Linked DNA regions of Mus musculus: all the other regions are linked to region 2. The links are chromatin contacts, called in public Hi-C and HiChIP or PLAC-seq maps. All regions are on one chromosome and are shown on one strand. Each heading gives the region's core, a stretch centred on a gene start, on an enhancer-like site or on the middle of the called end of the contact. The rest is flanking DNA. Distances are from core to core; before and after follow the strand shown. Region 1 overlaps Ephb1 (Eph receptor B1). Region 2 overlaps Ky (kyphoscoliosis peptidase). Region 3 overlaps Ephb1 (Eph receptor B1). Region 4 overlaps Ryk (receptor-like tyrosine kinase).

Region 1 (6,740 bases), core at 657-3,156, 270 kb after region 2:
TGCTGGCTGAAGGTGAAGGAAATACAGAATGGGTAGTAGAGGAAGGTAGTTATAAATACCAATTAAGGCCACGTAACCAGTTGCAGAAACGAGGATTATAAAGTAATATGAATGCCCATTGTAAATTTACTAATGCGTTTGCGATTGTACGAGGGATAGTTATATCATGTTAGGCGTATTTACAACCTTGTTATTGTTTCATGTGAACATGAGATATTATTTGTGTCAAGTTGACAAGGGGTGGATTGTAGTGGCTATTCCTGGTTGTCAACTTGACAATATTTGGAATGAACTACAATTCGGAATTGGAAGGCTCACCAGTGACCCTTATCTGGAGGCTTGGAGATCCTTATCTGGATCTTGGTTTGAAGATCTTGAGCCATAGTGGCTATGGATTCCAGAAGATTGAATCTCCGAGTTTAAGGAACACACCTTTAATCTGGGCTACTCCTTTCATCTGGGATTAAAGGTGTGGTGGAACACACCTTTAATCTGGGCTACACCTTCTGCTGGAGACAATATAAGGACATTGGAAGAAGGGAGTCTAGCTCGAGCTCTTGCTCCTTCGCCTGCTTGCTGCGTGAGACTGAGTAACTGCTAGATCCTTGGACTTCCATTCACAGCTGCGACTGAACAATTGTTGGGAATTGGGCTGCCGACTGTAAGTCATCAATAAATTCCTTTACTATTTAGAGACTATTCATAAGTTCTGTGACTCTAGAGAACCCTGACTAATACAATGGGGTAGGTATTTATTGAAGAAATACGGCTTTGGGGACTTGATGCATGCTGCTGTTCATTTATGAACTGCTGCTCTGAGCTGTGTGTTTTGTTCCTCAGAGATGATCTTCCCTTTAATTTGATTTATCCCCAAACCCCAGTTGCTGTCCTTCTGGAGAAGCCAGACTTGCACAGTGGTGCAATTAACTGGATGGCCCTAGCTATGTGTTTTCTGAGCCAGCAAGTGTGTGTGTGTGTGTGCGTGTGTGTTGTATCAGTGTGAATTGAGGAGCAAAACTCAATATGAGCAAGGAGACAGTCTCCAGTAATTGGTAGAGTAAGTCTCATGAGGAGTTCTTGCTGTATAGGCTAGTCTGAGGAGGCAGAGAAGAGCTTGGGGAACTGCACTCAGCTGCAGAACCTTGATAGCAGAGGCCTCCTTGGGTTGGCCCTTGGGTAGAACCCAGCTATTAGCTTAGTTGCTCAGGGTCTCTTGACCAGGGAGGATGGGCATGCCTGTGTCTCCAGAATGACTTGGGAGTAAGCATGGCCAGGTCACACTTGCTCTTTAATATGATCTGGAGATCTTGACGTAACTGTGAAGGTCTGAATAAACAATAGGTAATTAAAACATTAGCAATATATTTCTTAAAAGAGAATAATACAATTCTCACCCCTAAGACTATGGGCAGCATTACAATCATAGGTGACTTTGGGTCCAGAGGGAAGCAGGCTGGTGTGGGTAACCTAAGGGAGACTCTTGTGTGGCCTGCCTTATGGATGTACTGACTGTCCATTATTCATCCGAAGATGTGGAAATCACTTTCATTTGTCAAGATATGTTCCTATTTTTTTCCTTATGTGAGGATTTTCAGAAGGACCAATGTTAGGCTGGGGACTAGGTTTATGGCAGTAGCTGCAGGGTGGCTTACATATAATATGGGTTTCATCTTGAGCTTCTCCCCTTGTCTGTGTGGCGGGCCTCTTGCACTGATACCTGTAGCCTCCTTCCTTGCTCCCCTGGAGGTGGTGTCCCCTATACTGTCAAAGGCCAAACTGTGCATCTTCATGGTTGTTGATGTGGGTAGTCAGTAGACAAGCCTTTTCACACTTCTGGGGCACTGCCCAGAGCTGGGCTCTTGGCACCCTTAGGAAGTCATCTCCAGTGTGTGAAGTGTTGTTCTGATCTCTTTCCATTTGAATCAGCCAAGAACAGCTGACCCGCCTGTCTGTCTCTCACCAGGGCTTTGTGTTGGCGAGTAGAGGGAGCAAAAGGCCAGCTGGGAAGGAGAGTTAAGGCAGATGGAGGCACTGTTGGCAGTGGAGACAGGTGCATGAGGCAGTGTGGAGAAGATGAAGCCAGGGTCTCCTGCTGACGGCAGGAACATCTACAGAATTGCACTTTTGGTACTCAGGGAGCTGGGACAGCAAAGGCATTTCCTTTAGCCTCTGCATTAGTGGCCAGAGTCACTCAGTGTCTCTAGAAGTAGTCTCCACCACATCTATAAAATGTGAATAATAACCACCTCTCAAGGCATCGATGAACTAATGTTTATGGGCAGGCCGGAAACACGGTAGATCTCTACCTAAGTGAGGTGATTGTGTTTAACCCATTCTTCTTCCACCTCTCAAGCATCTATTTTCCTTCCAGTTTTTAAAAAGCCAATTCAAAATAGATCAAACAGAAAAGGCCAGGGAAGTAGTTGCTAGGTCTCCTTTGAGCCTCTGAGATACCATACAAGACCTCTGCCCCCACGGTAGTACCCAGCCTCACTCCTGCAACCCCACCCCCCAATCATTCTCTACACAGTCTCCAGAGGGAGTTTCCCAAACTTCACACTGTCCTCATGGTCTGGCTTTAGAACCTTGATCAGATTCAGTTTTTGCCAAAGAGATGGTGGGACTTTCAGCTCCGGGAGAATCCTGAGAAAATGGTGGAGGCATGGTCCTGTTCTCAGGCATGTGGCTTTGGCTGGCATTCCTGGGTCCCACAGGTATAGAATTTCCAGCCTCCTGACCTGTCTTTGTCTGGTTTTTCCTTTGCCCTCTCTGCCTGCACTGCGCCTGGATGATCAATGGCCTTTCGTCTGGCTGCATCCCTCTTTATTTGCCAACTTAGTGCACAGCCATTATGATTCAGCCTTTGTAAAGTTGTAATTTAAAAGCCAACTCAAAGTACCTTTTAGGAAAGAGGGCTTTGGGCAGGCAAGATGGCTTAGTGGGTCAGACCCTTGGCTACTAGTTTGACTACCTGAGCTTGATCTTGGGCACCTACATGGTGGGATGTGAGAATCAACTAACTTGTGATTTCTTTGTACATGTCTACAAGCACACACATACACACACACACACCCCCACACACACATAAATAAATAAATAAATATTTCTCATGCATTGGTATTTGTAGTATAAATAGATTTTTTACTAATGCACTTGAGTCTGAATTCCTACCTACCTTAGCTTGTCATGGCTTCTTTGGAGCTGGTGGGATAGGAAGAGTTGGTCTGCTAGTTACAGCTTAAATTATACTTGACAGTCAGTATAATTTAGATTGGCTGCAACTCAATAAATAGTCAGCCAGGTGGTCTTTGTGGCATGGTTAGCCCTAAAGCTATGTTCTTCACATTTAAGACATCTCTCCCTGACTTCCTGTGACCCTCAGACTCCACAATGAACTAGCATCCCACTACCCTTCCCAATCCACTATAGCATACATACCCTTAACACCAACTATTACAAAGTCAGACTGCAGAAAAAAGGTCCCCATTCGCTGGAAAGCAGATTCTAAGAAGATTGCTACTGCTAGCATAGAACACTGGTTGTGGATAGCTTCCTGTTTTGGCAAATGATAAAGTTTCAAAGTTACTCCTTGTAACAATCTCTCCTTCAGCCACTTACATGTGCTCTTCTCTGTGGGAAAGATGAGGATGGCTTCAAGTAGCAAGATGAGGGCTGTGCTGTTACAAGTAGCTTTTCATGTCCATGGTGTAGCCTTGTTACCTGGAGCAGCTATGCCAGGCTTATCTGCATCATGTACCCAGGCAGGGTCAGAGGAGACATGCTGTGCTGGTTTTAAACTTCTGCCATAGGATGTAGGGGAAGAGGGGGGAGGGAGAGAGCCAGCATCCGGCCAGAGTTCCTGAGCTCTGGGCAGGCAGACACAGGAGGACTGCCGGATGCTTTCCACGAAGCCCCGAGTGGGCATTTGGCCTGTGTGAAGCCACTGACCCCACACGGCAGAGGGGTAGACAAGAGCAGTTTCCCTGTACCAGGTTCTCAAGTCTCCGGCATCCCACGCTGGATATGGCAGAGGAGCTGAGATCAGAATAGGGGCCCCAGGGCGACACTCTTGGGAAGAGGGCAGAGAGAGAGGTTCCCATGAAGGTGAGAGTCAGTCTATGGTTTTAGAGCTTTATTGTAGAAAGGCAGGGGGAAAGAGAAAAGGTAGAAGAGAGAGAGAGAGAGAGAGAGAGAGAGAGAGAGAGAGAGAGAGAGAGAGACCGGCCATGGCCAAGAGGAGTAAAGGGGGAAAAGGAGAGAGAAGAAAGGCTAGAGAGTAAGAAAGCTTAAAGAGAGAGAGGTAAAAGCTTAGAGACTAAGAAAGAGTATAAGAGGGCGAGAGTAAGAAAAGTAAAAGCTTAAACAGCCCCTCTTATAGTGGGATTGTTATCTTGCTGTTGCTAGGTAACTGTGTGGAAGAGTCTAGCCAGAAGGCCAGAAGCTTGGGACATTGTGTATGTGACTACTAGCTATGAGACTCTCCTGTGGGGGCTGTGGGGGCGGTAACTTCGACAGGAGCCTGGGGTCCAGGAGACACGAGGGAACGCCTTCTGTCCCATGTAGATGAAAATTATCACCACTGGGTTTCACCGGGGTTCCACACTTCAGTGTGAAGACTGGAGACCCAGCTGTCTGTGCATAGCCCATTGCCCCACAATAGGAGTCTCCCTGGACCCTCACCATGAACAGTGCTGTCCGTCTGGCTTCCAGGTGAAGTTGGAGAGGATTCTCTGCAGCCCCAGAACAGGGGCAACTGCTCCCTCGTTGAGTCTGCCCTTTGCCAGACAGTGGCAGGTGCTCCATGCCCAAGTTCACTCCGGATGAATGTGGTTTCAGTTTTGTGTGGCCAGTCTGGAACTTCCTTGGAGAACTCCTTGGACCCAGTCTTCACTGGGATTTCAGTAGGATATAGATGAAGCAACTCTTCTGATTATTTAAAAAAATAAATTTCTTATGACAATGGCTCATTATTTTTAAAAAAATCTGAACAATCCAATTGCCTTTTTTCAACTTAAAATTTTCCCCTCCCTTAATAGAGGAGCAGGTTGTTGGGCGAGGGGAGATGGCAAGGGTGTGCTAAAGCTTTTAAAGAGCTAAGCCCTAGGAATACATGGTGCCTCTTACTGTGTGGCTGAAAAGAACTGGGCTCTGAGGCTGGCTGCGTGCCTGACTCCCTGCTGGAGGGAGGCAAGCTTCATCTTGAGCACTGGGTGAGTCTGCCTGCTTCCTCCTGGGAGGAAGTCCTTCTACTTTGGCTTCCCCTGGCTTCTATGGAGCTGGTGGGGTGGGGAGAGTTGGTCTGTTGGTTACAGCTTTAATTATAGTGACAAGCAGTTTTCTCATCAAGAATCCAAATGCTTAGAACCAAAGGGGCCTTCAGGTCACAGAACCCAGTATTTTCTGAGCTACCATGCTTTGCATGCCAACCCCTTGGACGGATTTTTGCCACATGGCTTTACTGTCTGTACTAACGTTCATTCGTTTTGATATTTTAAAATGTGTTTCATCGTAAAAGCAGAGTTTGTCACAGTAGTGTACAGACAACCAGAAGCGTGTGGTAGAGGACAAGTTTTGAGCTGAGACAAAGATGAAAATAGTAAGTTTCAGTTAAACCTAAAATCAGCTAAGTCTTTTTAAAGAGATGTTAGAGAAACTCCACACTCGAATCTAAACCTCTCTACCTTGAGGTAACCAGAGCATGAGAAAGGGGGCGAGAGGGACACGAGCTTCTCCCCAGCACCCTTTTGTGGCACAGTGTTCCTCCAATCCTGATACTTCTGATGCCTTCAGAGCATCTGGGAACTGTAGTAGGATGGCATCAGAACCGGCATGCCCCTCACCCCCTGCAGAGGGCACGCGCCAGATTCTGTCCCCAGGCGGGACTTGCTTCCTGCATGCAGGCCCCTTGTCACTAGGCTGAGATGTTCTGTAGCATGGCTTGATAGTGGTGACTTGTGTTCTTCCACAAAGAGCCCCCTTCCTTGAGATGGTTATTATGCCCATAAAGCCCAGCGATAACCCTGGCTAGTTCTAAAAGGCATGGCACTGAAGCCAGAGACATGGGGATAGGACAAGTTACAGGGCCAGGATCCATCTTCAAGGCTACTTTTGGAGCAGCCGGCCAATGCTCAGACTGAGCGAGGCTTCCATGAATGGGTTGCATTGGCTGCAGAGAACTGTGTTGAGGGTCTGCAGCCTGTCTAGGATTGACTAGATGGATGCGGATAAGAATCAGCGGTGCTTTCAGGAAGCTAGAGAGCCTGGAGTTGGCTTCTGGATCCTCCTTTCAAGAGGAAGGGATTGATGGTACACTGTGAGAGAAAGGTGTGGTATGCAAATTACATGGCCAAGTATTCTAGGACCTGAATGCAGTTAAAGTGAACCATGCTTCTCAGGGGAAGCAGTGCCACTTCCACTCATCCTGGAAGATCAAGGATAATGGAGGACCCTTGGTCAAGATCATTGAGCCCCTGTTCTAGTGGGGGATTCTGGGTAGCCAAGCCTTCCTACCAGTGGTAAAATCTTCTGTAAGTAATGACTCCCCAGCCTTTGTACTGATGTTGCAAAATCAGGAAGGGTCATCTCCCAGCATGGCAGTAGAGCCAAAGGCTCAGTGGGAGAGGAAGATGTGTGTGAATATACCACGGAGTGTACAGGATCTATGGAGCAGAATGCAATAGGAGATATATGTGTGGTGGGATGGGCATGAAACATGTATGCACACAGAGTCAGGAGACTAG
Region 2 (6,081 bases), core at 651-3,150:
GGAACACAAATCTTTTTGCCCTTCACACTACAGCTATGAGAATGGTCTCCATGGTTACAGCAGCTTCTCAGAGGTGTCTAGATTTTCATTTTTTTCTTTTTTCCTCCAGTCCTCTAAATGTCTAATTTACGAGTAATCAGTTTAGGCAACCTGGAAAGTTTCGAGTGTGTGCGTGAATATCAAGAAACGTATAGCATATATTCAGCACCCCAAAAGTAGGTTGACAGGAAAAATTTTGGCACGTTTTTCTTCTCCCACTCTAAAAAGAAATTTGGGCTGACTTTAAAATGTTCAAGTTAAACAAGATTCAATGAAGGAAGCGTGGTCTTCGGATTCTTCAAAGGCACGTGAGCCTCGGAGGGCCGGGGCTGACCTAATTATGTTTTCTTTAATGTGGAATCGCTATTTGCCCAACACCCCATTTGCATCTCCCCATCACGTTCAAATGGCGGGGACATTGATCTTTTCTTTTTTTTAAAAGCATCCTTTGAACATGAAAGTGTTGCCCTCCCCCCTTGGTTGTTTTTTTTTTTTTTTCTCCTTGTAAGAGCAGCGATAAGGATGGATCGATAATTACATTGTTGGATAAAAATGAATATAAATTTTATTGAAAAAGAACCCCAGCAACAATGTGAGGACAGCATCTTTAACAGCCAGTGGCCCACACTACTCAGCACACACGGGGAGAAATAGTCACCTCTGCGGCTTTACTTACTCCAGATGAAAGGAAATGGCAGACCTCAGATAAACGGCCTTTGAAATCCCACAACAGTGAGCTATATGGTCACACCATTAACCTGGTGTTTACTGCCGGCCAACCAGTACTGTTTAAGAGTTACGAGTTAGCGGAGGGAGAACCCAACCGCTTCAGTAAGCACGGCAAAGAAAATGCCGGACCACTGCGGGAACTTTTCTCCTTTTCAAGTCCTTTGAGAATTTCGCCGAGAGTTTATTGGCAACGTGTCCCTCCTGCTTCACAACAGGAAATGGTTCTTTATATCTAGCTCAAATCCTTCATGCTTCAGTTAATCTATTTACGTCTCTTTAATCTCTGTGGGCCGGGAGGAGTCCGTCCTCGTGGGACAATGTAACATATGGAGAACTCAAAATATTCACAATCAGACAGAGAACAGTCCAGCTGAGCTGGTGGCACTTTTGAAGCAAGCTGAAAGAGCTTAATTGCACCCTTTTGCCTCACCACGCCCCATCCTTCTGCACCCTGGCGCCCATCCTGGGGCCTGCCTGGCAAAACGCTGAGTTTGATCAGTTTCAGCCTGTCATTGCCATAGTAATGAGTGTGATCACAGCGACCCCAGACAGGCATTCCTGTGCCCAGGGTTTCTGTCTCAGGAAAAGCTTTCTGGGCAAGATGCTCAATTCTTAATCCCATCCTATCTTCTCACCACGCCAGGCCAGGGAAGTCTCCCCAGGCTCTTCTGACAGTCTGCAAGACAACGCTGACATTGGCATATCAACCACGAGGATAACTATCCACGATGTGGATGCCGTAGACAGCATAACTTGTCCGCAAGGGACGAGAAAGCACCTAGTGATTTTTAACAAACATCATAAAAAGAGCCAGCTTGGGGGTTTGCAGCGGTGGCAACTTCGCACGTGATCCACCAGGGGGCGCTCGTGCCATTTGATCGGCCAATGAGACTCGTGGACCAGCAGACAAAGAGGGGGATTTGAATAAAAAGCCTTCAAAACGCAGCCTCCAAATTTTCAGGCTGAGCAGCATGCGTGTAAAAATTCATGAAGATTGGATTCGGTTTCGTGTATCTTTGCTTCAGTAAAAAGAAACGCAGGCGTTTTTCCGAGTGCACCTACAGTTGCCTTGACAAAGGGACTACCTGGTTATATGAGGAGGGCGGAGCGTGTGGTTGACCCGGGCCGCTGGGAGAGGCTCGGTCTGGGTCTCTGGTGCTGAGGACAGCTCCTGTTTTGTGGGGTAGCATCCTCCACAAGCTCCAGAATAGATTAATTATGCTGTTTTGAAAAAAACATGGGGATCATTTTCTGCAGGGCTAGCAGTGGCTGTCGCGGCTGTGTCTAGCGAGTGGCAGGGACCGCCGAAGCACTTACTATTTCGTTAAAACATAGCACAGTTCTTACTGCTCATAAAATAAAAGGGGTGAGGAAAGGCTGTTTCCAGGCAGTGCAAACTCCACCGTCTTCTTGTAGTGGAGACAACGCCACCTCCCACCCCACCCCACCCCACTTTGGTGCGTTTTCCAGGCGTGAGTGACAAGATGCTGATGGGCTGAGACTGCCAGAGGACCCTGGACATGAGCCAAGGCAGCTCAGCCCCTAGCAGCCATGCTAATCACAAGTGAGGCTACCCAGTCTGGTGGAGGGGGGCTATGTGGTATCAGGTGGGTAGCAGTGGGGACCTGTGGGAAAGGGGCAGAAGGGAATGAAGAGCTGAAGTTCTGGGCTCCTAGGTCTTCAGATAGGTTCCACTTGGCAGACTGCCCACCCAGAGATGCGGGTGCCTATGGCTGAGTCCTTTGTGTTCACCTCTATAGTCCCAGGATCTAGCATGAGGGGTCAGCCACTTATCGAAGGAGTCTGATGGGCTCTTACTGAGGAAAGACTTGACTGTAGAGGCTGTGAGTATCCCAGGCTGGCTCTGGCGGCAGCTGAGCCTGAGGACATTCCTTAGAGAGCAGTGAGGGATTGGGGGGGGGGGTGGTCCTGAGACAGGCACAGTGAGCAGAGTCCTAGAACCCTGAAATTTGGTAGGGACCCTCCTGGAGCACATCTGTGCACTGGGATGCTACTGCAGGAACCTCTTGTCGGGGGGCTCTCCTCAGGCCTTCCCTGTTTGCAGCAGCCTGCTTTTCCCCCCTCAGCTGTTGCCATGGAAACACCAGCCTCAGGTGCTGCTGAGGGCCAGCTAGGCAGCTCAGGCTTTTTAGGACAGGCCGGAGCAAGTAAGAGGCCCTCAACTGTTCCCAATGGAAGGAAGGTTGAACTCAGGGCAGGGGTTGTCATCTCAGAGAAAGACAGGAGGGAAAATGGCTATGATAGGGCTTTCCTCAGAGACAGAGACCAACACTTTCTCTAGGGGGCAGGTGGTGGTCCCCTCAGCTTGGTTTGGCTTGTAAGGAAGGAGCAACATCTTGTTATCAGACACTATCCCTGGTATCTGATAACTGCTGGGGCTAATCTGCTTGCCCAGGGCCCAGGTCATCAGCCAGGCTACCAGTGGGCTATGTAGGCATTTGAGGCTCCTGAGGATGGCTGGTGGGGGGTGGGGTGGGGCAATCTCCAGGCCCTCAGCTAAACTCTGGTAGGCACATAGAATCGGGGTCTTCACCCTTCCATGTGGGTTGCTGGACCTGCAAACCCACTCCATCCCTGGTCCCCAGCCAGGACATCCGAATGTGCACACGGCTGCTTTCCTGCCCTTAGCACATCTCAGAGATGCTAGGCATCAGGAGACAGCAGCCTCCAGTTGGCTGAGGGTCAGCTGGTTTGCTTTCTACACCCACCCCCTTTGCAAGCTCTTGAAGAGCATGAAGTAGCTAATAGGAGCACTAGGAATGTGGAAGATGGGCAGGCCCGACATTCCCTGGGGTCCAGAAGTAGTGGGGAGAAACACCATGTTACTTGCAGGGGGAGCACACCTTTCTCATAGATTCAGCCTCAAGCACCAGGCAGGCATCGTGGGGAAAGCTTTCAGCACCCGCAACACCTCCGCTTTCCCATTCAGCTCTACAGCAACAAAGTCCTAACACAAGAGCAGGCACAGGCAGGGGTGTACGTTTCACAATACCTTGGATTTACATAGCACCTTTTTCTTCTAGAGGGCCCTGGCCTCTGTCTCTTCTTCCACAGCCACATTGAGTGAGCCTTTGGCGGCACAAATTCCTCAGTGCCTGTGACACAGCAGGGAGATTGAGGCAGAGGGGACTGAAGCAGAGGCCTAGAAGTGGTTTCATGCAGATTAGTGGTGTCCTGGGCTCTCTGCTCTTAGCTTGGGCCCTCCCTGGGCAGGGCTGGCCTTAACCCTGGGGGACCGTGAAGAAATGCAGCCCCTCACTGGTCATTCACTTTGTATTTCAGGATGTAGCTGTAGAAGTTGTGGTTAGCATTCTCTAGCACCATGACGTAGACTTCCTGGCAGCCAGCTGTGTTGCAGCTGCCCTCCCAGTAGCCCTCGGGGTTAAGAGTGAGGGGCCACGTGTCCTGTCCTTTCACCAGAGCTTTGGCGATACCATGCAGCTTTAGTTTGAAGGCTATGTTGCGGTTGGCGGGAAGCACACCGGAGAGAGGCTCTAGCAGTTCATTGTCCTGTCCCCAGTTGCCAAAGCTCTCAGGGAACATGGGCCAGTTCACCTTGGTGTTGGCGCAGCACAAGAGGTAGTTGAAGACAAAGATGAAGTTCCCTTGTTCCTGCCTCTTCTTCACAAAGATCTTAAGGGCAAACTTGCCGGCATGGGGCAGCTGGACTTTGAGCTCGGTCCTCTTCCCTCGGTTCAACTGGAAGATGTAGCGCCGCTGTGTCTCCTCAGTGATGGGGCCGTCATCGCCATGAAGGGATGCCAGGACACTGACGCCCTCTTCCACGCTAAAGCTGATGGCGCAGCGGCCATCGCTGGTGTGAATGATAGGGTCAGAGTGAGAGGGCTTCGTGATGCCCATCTGCTCCGAGAACCAGCTGGGGCCCACGGGCTGGTGGAGCTCACTGGGCAGCTGGACAGAGAAGTCTACATAGTTGCACTTGAGTGTGTATTCTAGCACCGAGCTGTAGATTTCAGAGTTGCCCTTGGCGAAGATCTGCAGCTTGTGGGTGCCCATGGTTGGAGGGTACACCTCCAGCTTCATCCCGTTCTTCCTGAGGCTCAGGAGCCCGTGCTCCTGCTTGCCATTGAGCATGAACATGAACAGTGTTGGGGCCCGGCTCTCGATGGTGATTGTGGCTTTCCCATTGACTGCGGAGAGGAAGTTGTGGTTAGGTGAGCCGGATCCAGTGTGTGCTGGGGGATGCTTAAGCACTGGGGGGGAGGTGTGACTTACAGTGTGTGTCTATGTCCGTGGTTGTGAAGATTTCTACCAAGCTTGATTTTTAACAGTGTGACAGCCCTGAACGCGGTATTCTTCTGACTCATTTGGGTGAATATTTTTGAGACAGCTGATAACTGTGATAACTGGGGAGGGTGGGGTGGGGTGGAGGATGGGCAAGAAAACCCTACCCTAGCCATATGTGTTCCCTTCCTCTACTCTCCCACTTGCTTTACATTAGATGAAGCCTGCCTAGATATTTTATTTGATTCCAGAGCAGGGAGGGGCCTAAAAGTATTGGAAGAGTGCTGTCTCATTCAATTCTTACGTCTTAAAAAGAGATTTATTTTTATGTGTGTGCACATATGTCTTTGTGTGAATGCTGTGTGTGCGTGTGTGTGTGTGTGTGTGTATGTGTGTGTGTGTGTGTGTGTGTGTATGTGTGTGTGTGTATGTGTGTGTGTGTGTAATGGTTCAGAAGAGGGTACTGATCCCCCTGAATATGGAGTTACAGGCGATTGTGAGCTGACTTAAGGATGTGGGTACCAGAACTCAGGTCGTCTGGATGAGCTCCAAGCTCTCTTAAACACTGAGCTATCCATCCACCACCTCCCACCCCACCCCCCACAACTCTGAAGTATTACTTTTGTATCACCCCCCTGAAAAGATTATGGTATCAACAGCTGTCATATGAACACCACACCATAACCAGAACGGGCTTTCCTCCAGGAGTCTAAGCCCAGGAGTGTTAACAGGGTATTTTTCTGGACTCCCCTCCCAACACTTGCTTCTCACACAGGGAGCCAGAGCTGTGCTTCTGGACCTGGGTCTCAGCGAACCCACTGAATCCATTCCCTCTCCTGCCAGCTCCCCCTTGCCTTGCCTCTGTACTCCTCTACTGGAACATTGCTTTTCACTGGCTCAGGAAGGCTTTTTCTATCTGGGCTTGTCTGGCTCCCCAGGCAGTGTCTGCTCTGAGAGCCCGGCCATGGCTTCTGTTAGAAGCTGACCACCCCAGCCCTTGCCCAGTAACTTCTCCAGTCCCGCTCATGGATGGAGAAAGGCAAAGGA
Region 3 (6,113 bases), core at 2,710-5,209, 360 kb after region 2:
AAAGGACACAGTCAAACCATCCAGAGCAAATCCTACTTTGCTGTTAGGGCTTTGAAATGAACATTGAGAGGAGCAAGCTTGACCTTTCCCTAGAGACAGCTCTTGGCCTTTGGGTGGCCTGTGTATATTCTCCTTGCTGGCTGTGATAACAGCCAGAGTATCTGCTAGCAAAAGAGGTTGACACTCCACTGTAGCAGCTATGTGATGATATGGGGCAGATAGTTCCTTTGGAGATGTAATTTGATTCAGAAGAGCATGGCAAGGTTTGCTCTGGGTTCTAGAAGCCATCCAGGTACCAGAGAACCTTTTGCTTCCTAGGTGCTTACTCAGCCTGGTGAAGGCTGTCTGTGTCCACATTACCTGCAAGTGAACCAGGCTCATCTCTGCATGTAGGGCTGGGGAGGAAATGAGGTCACCCGAAGCTGGCTCTGGAAGTTGGAAAGTCTATAGATCATCCCCAGAGCTTCTTGGAATGACAGAAATTCAGGACCTAGTATAGTCCTGAGGCTTTCATTAGAAGGTGGACAGGAAACCAGCCTTCTGGTTTCTAGTTGATCCTGATCTCTTGGTGGTAGCTCACTGACCCAGGTCTTCCAGCATGGGTGTGCTCCTGGTCCAAACTGAGTCACACCCTCTTCAGGTGCATGTCCCACTTCTGTCATCTGTAGGCCTAAGGGTTTCCGGCCTTCCTGGTCCTTGTTGGAGTTTTGAAGTCAAAGGGGCTAGGTCATCTTCATGACCATATTGTTTTCAGAAACGCACTGAGAGCTGGTGGTGACTGGACCTTTCTTTCATGCTTATATTCTCAGATTTAGCAGGTTTAATTCCAGAGCCTCATTGGCCTGGGGCGGTCTTGTGGCCACAGGTGGATTGTTGGTCTCAAGAAATATGTAGACAGGAATCCTTCTTGGCTAGATCAGGGCTCCCAGCTTAACAGCTCCTACCCATTCCATCTCATTTCCTCTGGGAATAGAACTCTCACAATCCCCAGGACAGTCTGGTTCATCTTTGATTTTTTTTTTTTCTTTCTTGGGGTAGAACTTTTACCCAGATCGCTTCTTCTCCAGTATACCTGTTTTGAGTTATTAGAAAACACTCAAGATACATAAATTTCCTTTTATGCTGTAATACCTGCAGTCTTTTTTTTTAAAACTATTAAAGCTTAACACATCTCTTGCAGAAGAGACCTGAGATTTGTTCATTTGGGATACAGATACACCCTTGACCTCCCTAGCCAATGACAGCAGACTTGACAGAGGCTCATGTATCTGGCTTTCCCAGTTCACTTCCTGCTTCCCAGTGCAAGTTAGAAGTGGTCAGTGCTGATTGTTACTGTTTCGTGCCATTTTACTTGTTTGACTGGTTTTTCATTTATGTGCATTTAGTCCCCCCCCCCCTGCTATTTCTGAACAACACTGGGATAGATACCCTTGCGTATTAATCTCCAAACTAATATGTGAGTACATCGGCAAGATAAATTCATTAATTAATTTGCTCAATGAATATTTATCGAGGCCTTTCTTTGTGCCAAGCACTTTTCTAGGAGCTAAGAATGCAACAAATTCTCTGAAGTCAAAGTTGCTGAGTCAGAGCATATACATTTTTAATTTTGATAGATATTACCAAACTGTGTTCCCTCAAAAACCACATATTCTACCAAAACCCTTTTTCTTTTGCACCCACAGCAGTGATTTAGTTCTTGTTCCCTATTCCTCTGCCAAGATAATAAAATATCGTTTTTATCACTGCCAATCTGGTAGGTAAAACAACAGTATCCCACTCCAATGTCAATTTGCATTTGTCTAGCTGTGAGGGTTGTTGAACCTTGAGAAGTTCTGTATGTTCCCGAGGCCCTGGCTTGCTGCTGGAACACGGCATGGACTTGGGTGGACTTGGATGATACAGAGTCTGGAGTCTGCTCCCTCTGGTCCCTCTTGTTCTGCATCTCCCTTCTGGTCCCTCTTGTTCTGCATGGCTTCCTGTATGTGTTCAGTGCCCATCTTCTGTGTCCCTTGTATTTGACACATGCCTTACACACACCAATTTTGGCATTTCCTAGACAATGGATGTCTGCAGAAGGGACAGGACAAGGGCAGGTGCCTGACACTGGAGGAATGTGCCATTCTTGCCGTGGAGTTTCAGGAACGCCAACGCCCAGTCTGATATGGACACCTCGATTTTTTCCTTCTTTCCCCTCCTCTTTCTGAACTAGGTTTGGGATTTTCTACTCTGTTCTGTGAATTTTTCAGCTCTGACTCTCCTGGCTCAGTCCCTTCACCCTACTTCCTTTAACAAGGTAACTTACCTCAGGGGGCTTCCAATGTCTGCTCACCCTGGTGACACACCCTTCCATCAACTAGCTTTCAGCCTCCACCTCCTCCAGGTTCCCTCCCATTTCACCAACCCATCCTTTCTAGACTTTATACTCCTTCACTTCCCTCCTCTCCCCTCCCCTCCCCTCCCTTCCCTGGGGAACTTGGAATCACACTCACCTCCTCTCTGACAAGCTCTCTACCTTAGGCTTGATATTCATCTTCCCACTGTGCTGAAGGCCTGGTCCTGCTTCTGTTCTGGCCTGGGATGCTGCTCAATGCTACCTTGAGCATCTTTTGGATTTTCTCCTCCAGCTCTGAGGTATCTTTCTGCACCATAGACATCCCTGCCTTTCAGGCTTGCCTCAGTCTCCCTCTTTCTTCCCCTGCATTCCCTTCCTCCTCACTTCTATTGTCCCTTCCTATTTCCTTCTCTTTCTCAACTCCCCCTTTAAAAAAAAAGTAAATGTACTTATATTTTAAAGTAAACAGAATATTGTAAAGAGGAACAATAGATGAAAATAATAAAACAAATTTCCAGCATGGTGCCAGCAATAACAGTAGGGCTCAGCAGGTTAAAAAAGATCTCTGCTGAAGGACCTTTGTTTAATCCTCTAATCCCATGAGGAAAGGAGAGAAAGAGACTTCACACATACACTATGACCTGTGCACTCTGGCCCTCACACACAATAAAAATAAATAAGGTAAAGATTAATGCATTCATAGTATATGCTTGAAAGGCTAGCTGACTATCTACTTTGCCCCACTGAGGAGGGCCAGTATATAAACTCACTTCAGTATTGTCTTGTGTTTTCATTCTGGTGGCTCTGTCTTTGGTATGCAGCACACTTTTCTGCGTTGACTCTGCTGAAACGCTACCATAGCGTGGCTGTGTTGTGGACTCAGGACAGTGAGCTAGGTACATCGCCATATTCTCTTGTGACTTGATCTCATAAATCCTTAGTTGCTCTTTGATGCATGTGGTAGTGACGCTGGAAGACAGAGAAGCTCGGTAGCTTTCCCAGGCTCATGTATATATAGCACAGGACTCTAGGCACTGGGGTCTGTTGCTTGTAACTCCTCCTAGCCGGAGAAGAGCTAAGATTCACTTACTAGAGGGTTTTCGACTTGTGGGTGGTGGCTTCGGATAGAAGCTTCCACTGAGGTGCTGAGAGTCTGTTCTGCACCTGGGGATCTCCTGGATAATGCTTCTTTCCTGTGGGCTACAAATGCACCAGGAGATCTACAGAGTGGCCACAAGTCACTGCTCAGAGTGCCCTGCCATATACCTATACCCAGCTCACAGTTTCTTCCTGTCCTCACAAACTCTAATAGGCAGTGGCCATCTGTCAAGTGAAAGCAAAACACATCCAAAGCAAAAACGCGTAAACGGAGGGTGCTGGCTGGAGAGAAGGTGGGACCCTTCATTGAGAGAAAGCTGAAGAAAGTATCCCAGCCTCAGGGAGCAGTGGGGACTCGGAAGAACCAAGAACAGGGCCCCAGGCAGGCATTTTTGGACTGAAGATGGCAGAGGCAGATGGAGACAGTTACCAGTGATGGCAGAGGCCTTGTCTGTCTGTTGTTCAATACAGCGACACGTTGTGCACAAACAAGCAGAAAGAACCCAGCGGAACGGCCGGGAGCGCATCCGTTATGAAAGCCTTTCCCTAGAAGCTGGCGATAACATATCAGCCTGACAGAGGACATAAGGTCAGTGCAACGTGTGCATTTCAAGTGGAAAACGACAGTCTGTTCTCTGCGAGAGACGGATGGGGCGGCGTGTGGAAGTTACATGGAATATGTGAAAACTCTGCCAAATCATGAGCTTGGCAAAATTTGCCTGTTCTGGGAGTTAGGCGATTTGGGGGTCGGCATTTGGTTTCCGGGTCTGTCACACACATGCCTGCACTCCTCTCAGTGTGGAGGCCCCTGTGACTTGGAGCTCTTTCCTCTCCTCATTGGCTCTGCTTGCCTTTCCCCTTGCTAACTGCAGCCGAATCTTTCTTTCCATTTCTTTTCTTTAGCCTGATCGCCCCGCCCTCGCCTGTCTTCTTTCTAGATTGATTCCAAAGAGAAAACAGAGAAAGCTTCTCACTGGTAGAGTTTTTCATAAACCAATTTCTATCTCTGTTCCTTGTTTTATTATCAATCTCGCCCCTCCTCCCGCCTCTGGGAAACTGTTCAGATTTGAATTTCCATTTACAAAATTAATTCCTTAACATAGTAAAATATAGGAAATCAATGCCTATCATGGAAATCAATTGCAAATATTATAAGAATGATTTTGTCATCAAAATAATTAATATATAACATACATGTTCATAATAATTTCATTAATTAAATTTCTTACTGTTTTTTTTTTTTAACTTTAAAAGCATCTCTCTAGAATGCCCCAGTGCTCTGTTCTATTTTTCTGGCTTACATGATGTTTCGTTCAGCTTCTCTAACCACATCCCTGATTTTTCTTGATAAGAGTTCTTCTCATCTCTCCATTGCGTCTTTCAAATCTGTCAGCCACAAGTTAAGAGCTAGAAGCCAAGCCATTGGCTGTTGTATGTGACTCAAATGGTTGGGAGTCACTGATCTGTCTTGCATGTCCATGCTGCCCTTCTCCCATGGCATTTCTGCCTGCCAACCCAGCTTCCCTGCTTCCCTAAGAGTTGTCGTCGCTGATGAAAGCCATTGTTGGGGAGTTGTACTGGCTAGTTTTGTGTCAACTTGACACAGCTGGAGTTATCACAGAGAAAGGAGCTTCAGTTGAGGAAATGCCTCCATGAGATCCAACTGTAAGACATTTTCTCAATTAGTGATCAAGGGGGAAAGGCCCCTTGTGGGTGGGGCCATCTCTGGGCTGGTAGTCTTGGGTTCTATAAGAGAGCAGGCTGAGCAAGCCAGAGGAAGCAAGCCAGTAAAGAACATCCCTCCATGGCTTCTGCATCAGCTCCTGCTTTCTGACCTGCCTGAGTTCCAGTCCTGACTTCCTTTGGTGATGAACAGCAGTATGGAAGTGTAAGCCGAATAAACCCTTTCCTCCCCAACTTGCTTCTTGGTCATGATGTTTGTACAGGAATAGAAACCCTGACTAAGACAGGAGTGTTTTATCTGTGGTGATTGGCCTTCTCTGTTTCCCCACTCTCTGTGTTCATCAACTCATGTTGTTTTTTCTGATCCTTTTTTATAATCAGAACACAAGGGCTACTATGTAGCCCAGGGTAGCTTCAAGCTTTCAACTGTCCTGCCTCAGCCTCCTGACCACTGGGGTAACTGAATGGCCTTTCTTGCCTACCATAACCTATGGGTGCGTGCTGAGTGGCCCAGCAGAGCAGTACTCTCACCTCTAACATGTCCCAGCTCAAACCTGGAGCTGACAGGTTTGCCCCACAAGAAGGTTGACAGCAACTGCCCCAGGTCACGGGCATTGACATGGACATCCTACACCCACTCCCTCCTGGCCTTGGCGAGGGAGACGATGAGATGAAGCCAGCTGTCTCTAAGTCTGCTGCGTTCCCAGTATCAGGTCTCCTTAAGCCTTCCTCTCTCCCAGTCTCCTTTCCTGCCTGTAACTGCATGCTGGTCCCTCCTTCTAAGCCACAAAAGGCTCTATAGACAGACATTGTGTGCTGTTTGCCAACATGGGCGCCTGGGCACACAGAAGGGCGAGGGAGAGGCCGTCTGCTCTCCCCTTTCACACAGACCTCTGCTTTCCCCCTTTCATTCTCTTGGTCTTTGAGCACACATACAAAAATTAAAGAAAAGCAGTTGCTAATTAGAGCCAGAGAATGTGAGCCTGGAAAAGAGACA
Region 4 (5,948 bases), core at 2,016-4,515, 330 kb before region 2:
AAAACCAAAAGAAAGAATGAAAAAAAAAAAAAGAAAAAAGAAAAAAACTTTCCCCAAAATTCCTAACCCTGAAGTGTATAAAAATAAAAATGGGCTGGTAATGGTGGCCCATATAAGGCCAACCTAATCTACATGCTAGAGTTCCAAGCCAGCCTAAGCTAAAAAACAAAATTCTGCTAATAAGAAGAAAATTAGGGCTAAAGACATGGCTCTGTGGCTAAGAGCACTCAATGCTCCTCCAAATGACCCAAGTTCAATTCCAACTGACTAGAACTCGAGCTCAAGGGGGACCCCACACCTCTGGCATCTGTGGACACTAGAACTCATGTATATAAAGACACACAGACACACAGGTTGATTTTCTTTTTAAAGAGAGAAATTAAAAGCTAGGGATGTCACTCAGTGGTAAAGTACTTGTAACATGTGTGAGGGCCCTTTGGTTTGATTCCAGCATGGCACACGAAGGAAGGAAGGAAGGAAGGAAGGAAGGAAGGAAGGGAGGGAGGGAGGGAGGGAGGGAGGGAGGGAGAAGGAAAGGAAAGGAAAGGAAAGGAAAGGAAAGGAAAGGAAAGGAAAGGAAAGGAAAGGAAAGGAAAGGAAATTCCAAACACCCCCACAAAAAAGTTGGGCTGTGGTGTGACACACTTCTAATTCTAGTACTCAGGAGGCAGAGGCAGAAGGATCTCTGAGTTTGAGGCCAGCCTAGTCTACAAAGCAAGTTCTAGGACAGCCAGGGCTACACAGAGAACCCCTGTTTTGAAAAATCATAGACAGACAGGCAGACCATATCAATGGTAATGAGATTTGAATTAGGATTAGAAGACAGCAGCATGGACTGGTGGACAGCTCCTTACACAGTACAGCGGGCATGCTGGAGACCCTGGCTTCTATCTCCAACATCAGATGAGTAAAACCAATGCCAAGTCTCTATGTACCCCATGAGAGTATTAGTTTATTCCATATAAGTAACCTGAAAACCTTCAGTCTGGATTTGTATAAAATTGATTTATTAGCTCTTTTAATAAAATTAACTATGGAAATCTCCCCAAAGCAAAACTAGCTCTAGCAACTATTTTTACTTTAAATACCCCAACTTTTTTTTAACTCAGTGCTCTAAAAAAACAAAATCGAAGATCAAACCAACTTTTACACAAGTTACACACTGGTACATTAATCCCACAAATACTCTAACCACAGACAGAGCACATACAGCTTTAGGATTCAATTGACTCTTACTGGTGATAGGCGTTGCATTGTTGGGTGTGTCAGCTCTCAGATACTGGGTCGTCTGGGTAGACGGCTGAGACAGCCCCTGGGAACTACTGCTGGCGCTGATGCTGCAAAGAATTTGAAGACAGAAATACTTGATAAGTGAGCCTCAGTGAGAGATGTCTTTCCCATACATATAAGGTACATAAGTTGGTCGAGATAACAATGCAATAAAGGCACGCATCTCTATCAGCGTTCCAAACTGGATTCCTGAGGGACGTGACGACGGAGGGCATGCCATCAGAGCAAAATTATTCAGGAGTGCGGGTAGACGTGCTCAGAGAGCAATTCTGAACCTCACACAGGGTGTGTCAGGAACTATGTCTCGGCTTTCTAGAAAAAACCCCACGCTGTTCAGTTGAACTGGCTTTCAGAAAAGGAGAAAAACAAGTTCATTTCAGCAATGGCCCAAATCAAATGGTCTTGAGTTGAAGCAGCCACAGATTAAATCAAGAGTGCCATGCTCAACGGGGGCAGGGGTGTCCTCACAGTCTCACTGTTTAATCATATATGTTGTCCCTCTTCACCCCTCCCATGCCACTTTTAGAATTCATGGTTCTCAGAAATCTCTAGAACTTGAAACATCACATCACCCCATACTTTCCAAGTAAGAGGAGCCCCTGAAGGTGGTGGGCGCAAATCTTGTCACTCACGTGTTGTAATTCCTATAAACCAACACTTCCCAAGCATATTCTTCCATCTTCTCAATGGGTAGAAACCTTGTCCCAGGTCACTCTGGGGAACATTTCAATCTCACTGGCCTATTCCTTTTAATTTTGTAGCCGAGGAGATGTTAAAGCAGAGATTCAGCACAGAGAGTAAAACCAGAGAGCCAGACAGAACTCCTGTCACCACAGAGGTGGTGGAGCCCACTATTACATATGAAGAACCTTGTGACTGACTGATATTTGTACCTTATCATCGTAGTTTCAAACCCCAGTGATTACAATGGAACTGGTGACCACCTGCTATATAATCTGGATACTTACACATGGATTTGTATTTTGCCAATTTCAAGAGCCCAAACACACATGTGAAAAACGTACAGACATAAGGCATCTAAGTAGTGAGTTCTGGAGGCTATGTAGCCTTTTATCGCTAACACACTTTAGAATGACCTACTGTCATGGCTGAAGTACTGAGATAGAGGTGTCCTCCAATAAACATTCAGAGAGCCTGTGTGCACATGAGCCACTCTGCACAGTACAATCTCCACGTGAAATGCCTGTTCATTTAATGTGCCCTCAACATGCCTTCTTTCCCTGGAGACGCTCACATTTCAGATTGTTATTTCTTCCTGGGAACTTACAGTCAACTTTGCTGAGGGGACTTTCAATTCATAGAATGTAACAAAGATTTGTCAGGCTACTGTGTGGTTGGAGTTCTGGAAGTTACTAAATGGTGATTTATGTGAGTTTACATATGTAGTTGGTCATAAGCAAATGCTGAGCATAAACCTGTAAATCACAATTGCCCACATCACCAGCTGTGTGGCTTAGGCAAAGTATTCAATCCTTCTGGAGCCTCGAACTCTGTGGGGATAGAAGGAAGCATAAAGCTACTCCCAACAAGACGGCTAAAAGGGTCTTACACGGAAGATGTCTAAGTACATCACTGAGGTCACTGCTTGGCCCTCAGGCATGCATTTATAAACGACCACTCTTTTATCATGAGGAATACTGCGCATCATGTCTCCAACCTTAGAACGGTGACCTACAGGTACATGTTTTTGCAGAGTACTTGGCAAAGATGTGACTAAAAGTCCTATTTGTTAGAAGTGTAGTCTTCAGCAGAGAGGAGGGAAGGGCTGCATCACAGAAGGGGACAGATAAGAGCTCCTCCGCAGAAGAGGACTGAGGAGACCTGCCTCACAGGAGGTGAGGCTCAAATGTATGATATCTGTGAAAACTCAGATATTCCCTGCGAGCAACAATGTGTCCGGGTGAGTAAACTTTGACAACTGAACAGTAGGTGGTGCTCTTGCGTCAGCTAAAAATGACTGAGAGCAGTCAAGCTTGATGGCTAGTTATGTCAGAGTTTCATTTCCTTAACAGAAATGAACAAGTGAAAGAAGAGCGAAGCAACAGTGGAGCAAGAAACTTTCTTTGGAGCCAAACGTACGATTATAAGAGAAGCAAGGACAGCCCGACACCATCACAGGAGGTAGGAAACAGATTAAAATGTATATTTACTAACATTTAGTAGCATATGACTAGTCTAAATAAATTTGATTTTTCATAAGCAAGAAAGCACCTAGATTTAGGATAAGCTAAGAATTTAAACAAAGATCTTCAAAATAATAAATCTTACTGTCTATTTTCAGTGAGTCATCTATTTATATATTTATTCAATAAATATTTATCAAGTGTCTGTGTGTGACAGGAGGTGCTCTGCTGCTGAGGAGGCAGCACTGAACACCACAGACCTTCCCACCCTCTTTCCAGTTGGGACTTCTTGCTGAACGTCTCATCTGGGCAGACCACAAGCTCCATGGGGACAGCTAAGTGCCTGCTCACTCCACCTCCCCAACACTTACACCGGTGCCCAGCACAGGAAGCAAACTGGGACCCCTGTGAGAGCCCAAAGCACAGTGGGTTAGCTACTCAGTGAAAGCAGCCACGCCCATGGACTGGGAAGACGGGGGCCAGGCAGAATGCTTGCTGCCGACTCCAGCTGCTGATACGTGATGCGGAGGGAACGGTTGAGCGCAGTAACCGACTTTTTCATTCTTCATGCACGCCTTCAATCCCATCACTCAGAAGCCAGAGGCAGGAGGATCTCTGTGTTCAAGGCTAGCCTGGTCTACAGAGCAAATTACAGATACAGAGAAACCCTGTCAGAAGAAGAAGATAGAAGATGAGGAGGAGGAGGAAGAGGAGGAGGAGAAGGAAGAGGAGGAGGAGGAGGAGAAGGAGGAGGAGAAGGAAGAGGAAACTTTAAGACTCTGTATATTACTATGTATGCCAGTTTGTTACGACAGCAAGGGTAAAAACAAATATAGAAAAGAAAAAACAAAAAGCCCCCACTCCCACCCTAATGCTGAGGGTAGTGAGGTGCTAGGAAGCAGTAAGTAGAAGAGAAAAAGAAAATACTACCAAATAACACATGCAAGCACCCCATACTCGAGGAATGGATTTTCCATTCCCTGAGGGGGAGACCACAGAGAGAGCAGCTACAGACCGAGCTCTGCAGGAGACCACGCAGCCCCTTCAGGGCAGACTCTGCTGTAATGGACTACAGATCAATGTGCTGCATTGGGAGAGAGGGAAAGCCTCGCGCGCGAACTCCATGTGTCCCTGCTGAGAGCACGTCTCAGACAGCTACACCCTCTGCCTCCAGAGAAACCTCATATGTAACAGAACACTGGCTCTTCCCAAGAGTTCACAGCACCACTAAGCCTCCCGAGGAACAGAGCTTGTCAGGCAGCAAGCATCTGATGTAACTACAATACAGAAATGGCAGAATGGAGCCCTCCTGCTTTGTACTGGTGTATTGCCACAATCCCACAAGTCTGTCTTTACGTCTGTCTCTGAGTCTTAATTACACAACCATGTAGTGTAGAGAGGAGCAGCAGGTGTCTCCAGTGCTGGCCACCACCATTAGCTTGCCTGGTGTGTTGTAAGCAAGCCAGGAATAATGGGAACGCCAGATTATCCACTGTATCGTTCTGGGGATGACGTCGGCATGGCGGCACTTACTGCATGTAGCTACGGCTGAGATCTGCTACCCACCCCTCTAGCGTCCTTTCTTCACAGCCCACAATCTCTGCTTTACACGTGAGAAGGCTGAGAGGCTGGTAAATAGAACAGCTGGATATCAGATACAGATGGCCTGGCCCCAGAGGCTAGCTCCTAACTACTAGGCTGTGCCCTGAAAACAAGCAATCACATAATTGCTTTTATTCAGACAGTATCTAGAAACCTAGAGAGTTTGCTTGTGAGTGCTGAATACTTAGCAGGAAGACACGTATGCTTCATGGAATCTATGAGTTACAGCACAATGTCGGCCTGTGTGAACCCATGGCCTGAACACACACACCAGCAGTCAAGGAAAACTCAACTCGATGAGTATCAGACCTGTGGAGCTGAGTATAACAGTATGTGCTGTTAGGGGGTGGAGCAGGAGAATCAAAAGTTCAAGACCAGCCTGGGCTACATGAGACCCTGCCTCCAAAAACAAAAAGCACAAAGTATGACTTCTGACTATTCTACTCTTCAGTAACTCTCATCATTTATATCATCTGTCGAAATTGTTTACAAGATGTCTAGTCTTTTCTCCCCTCAACGGCTTCCAAATGCCAGTTCTTCCTCTGTAAAATCAAAGAACTCCATGATCCCGGTGTACACCAAACACTCTGAAACATAGCATCCACTACCCTAGTGAGCTGGCTGCCAACCTGACACAGCCTAGAGTCTCATGAAGGAGTCTCAGTTGAGGAACTGCCCAGATCAGATGGGCCCGTGACTATGTAAGCGAGATGTTTTGGTTAATGACAGATGTGAGAGGGTCCAGCCGACCGTGAGCTTCACCCCTAGGCAGGTGGGCCTTCAGTGCCTAAGGAAGCAAGGCAGTGGCAGCCATGCCCTATGGTTCAGCCTTCCAGTTCCTACCTTGACATCCCCTAGACTATGACCTGACAGTGTGAACTGAGATGAACCCATCCCTCCTCCACAATGGTT

What was found. A called contact is a pair of places that touch in the nucleus more often than the background predicts. HiChIP or PLAC-seq counts read pairs in DNA pulled down with a chosen protein or histone mark.
Region 1: a Hi-C map of cerebellum shows a contact between it and region 2, with 2.3 times the contacts expected there. The contact joins two enhancer-like sites. A contact is called at or near these places in 4 of 484 Hi-C or Micro-C datasets (cerebellum, embryonic stem cells, frontal cortex and 1 more).
Region 3: a Hi-C map of cerebellum shows a contact between it and region 2, with 3 times the contacts expected there. The contact joins two enhancer-like sites. A contact is called at or near these places in 3 of 484 Hi-C or Micro-C datasets (cerebellum, myocytes and neural progenitor cells).
Region 4: a contact with region 2 is called in an H3K27ac HiChIP or PLAC-seq map of microglia, with 7 times the contacts expected there. The contact joins two enhancer-like sites. A contact is called at or near these places in 4 of 484 Hi-C or Micro-C datasets (B cells, the Ba/F3 cell line, the C10 cell line and 1 more), 2 of 115 datasets of contacts at active chromatin or transcription factors (large pre-B cells and microglia) and 2 of 9 other capture datasets (embryonic stem cells and pancreatic islet).

The regions. Positions count from the first base shown.
Region 1 is chr9:102,271,372-102,278,111 of GRCm38.p6, reverse strand. The region is part of intron 1 of Ephb1 (Eph receptor B1); the gene reads left to right. Among named protein-coding and RNA genes, the nearest start is that of Mir7243, 30 kb to the left of the region's middle. Within about 2 kb of position 1,906, at least 9 of the 459 cell types and tissues checked have an H3K27ac peak or open chromatin away from gene starts, as enhancers often do. A contact at or near this core is called in cerebellum, where this site is marked.
Region 2 is chr9:102,540,745-102,546,825 of GRCm38.p6, reverse strand. Ky (kyphoscoliosis peptidase) reads right to left here. Exons shown (of 11, transcript NM_024291.3): 11 at 587-4,940. The coding sequence ends at 4,045. Among named protein-coding and RNA genes, the nearest start is that of Gm29387, 16 kb to the left of the region's middle. Within about 2 kb of position 1,900, at least 90 of the 459 cell types and tissues checked have an H3K27ac peak or open chromatin away from gene starts, as enhancers often do. A contact at or near this core is called in cerebellum, where this site is marked.
Region 3 is chr9:102,181,932-102,188,044 of GRCm38.p6, reverse strand. All of the region lies in intron 3 of Ephb1 (Eph receptor B1), which reads left to right. Among named protein-coding and RNA genes, the nearest start is that of Gm31233, 25 kb to the left of the region's middle. Within about 2 kb of position 3,959, at least 5 of the 459 cell types and tissues checked have an H3K27ac peak or open chromatin away from gene starts, as enhancers often do. A contact at or near this core is called in cerebellum, where this site is marked.
Region 4 is chr9:102,877,043-102,882,990 of GRCm38.p6, reverse strand. Ryk (receptor-like tyrosine kinase) reads right to left here. Exons shown (of 15, transcript NM_013649.3): 7 at 1,237-1,337. Among named protein-coding and RNA genes, the nearest start is that of Ryk, 45 kb to the right of the region's middle. Within about 2 kb of position 3,265, at least 8 of the 459 cell types and tissues checked have an H3K27ac peak or open chromatin away from gene starts, as enhancers often do.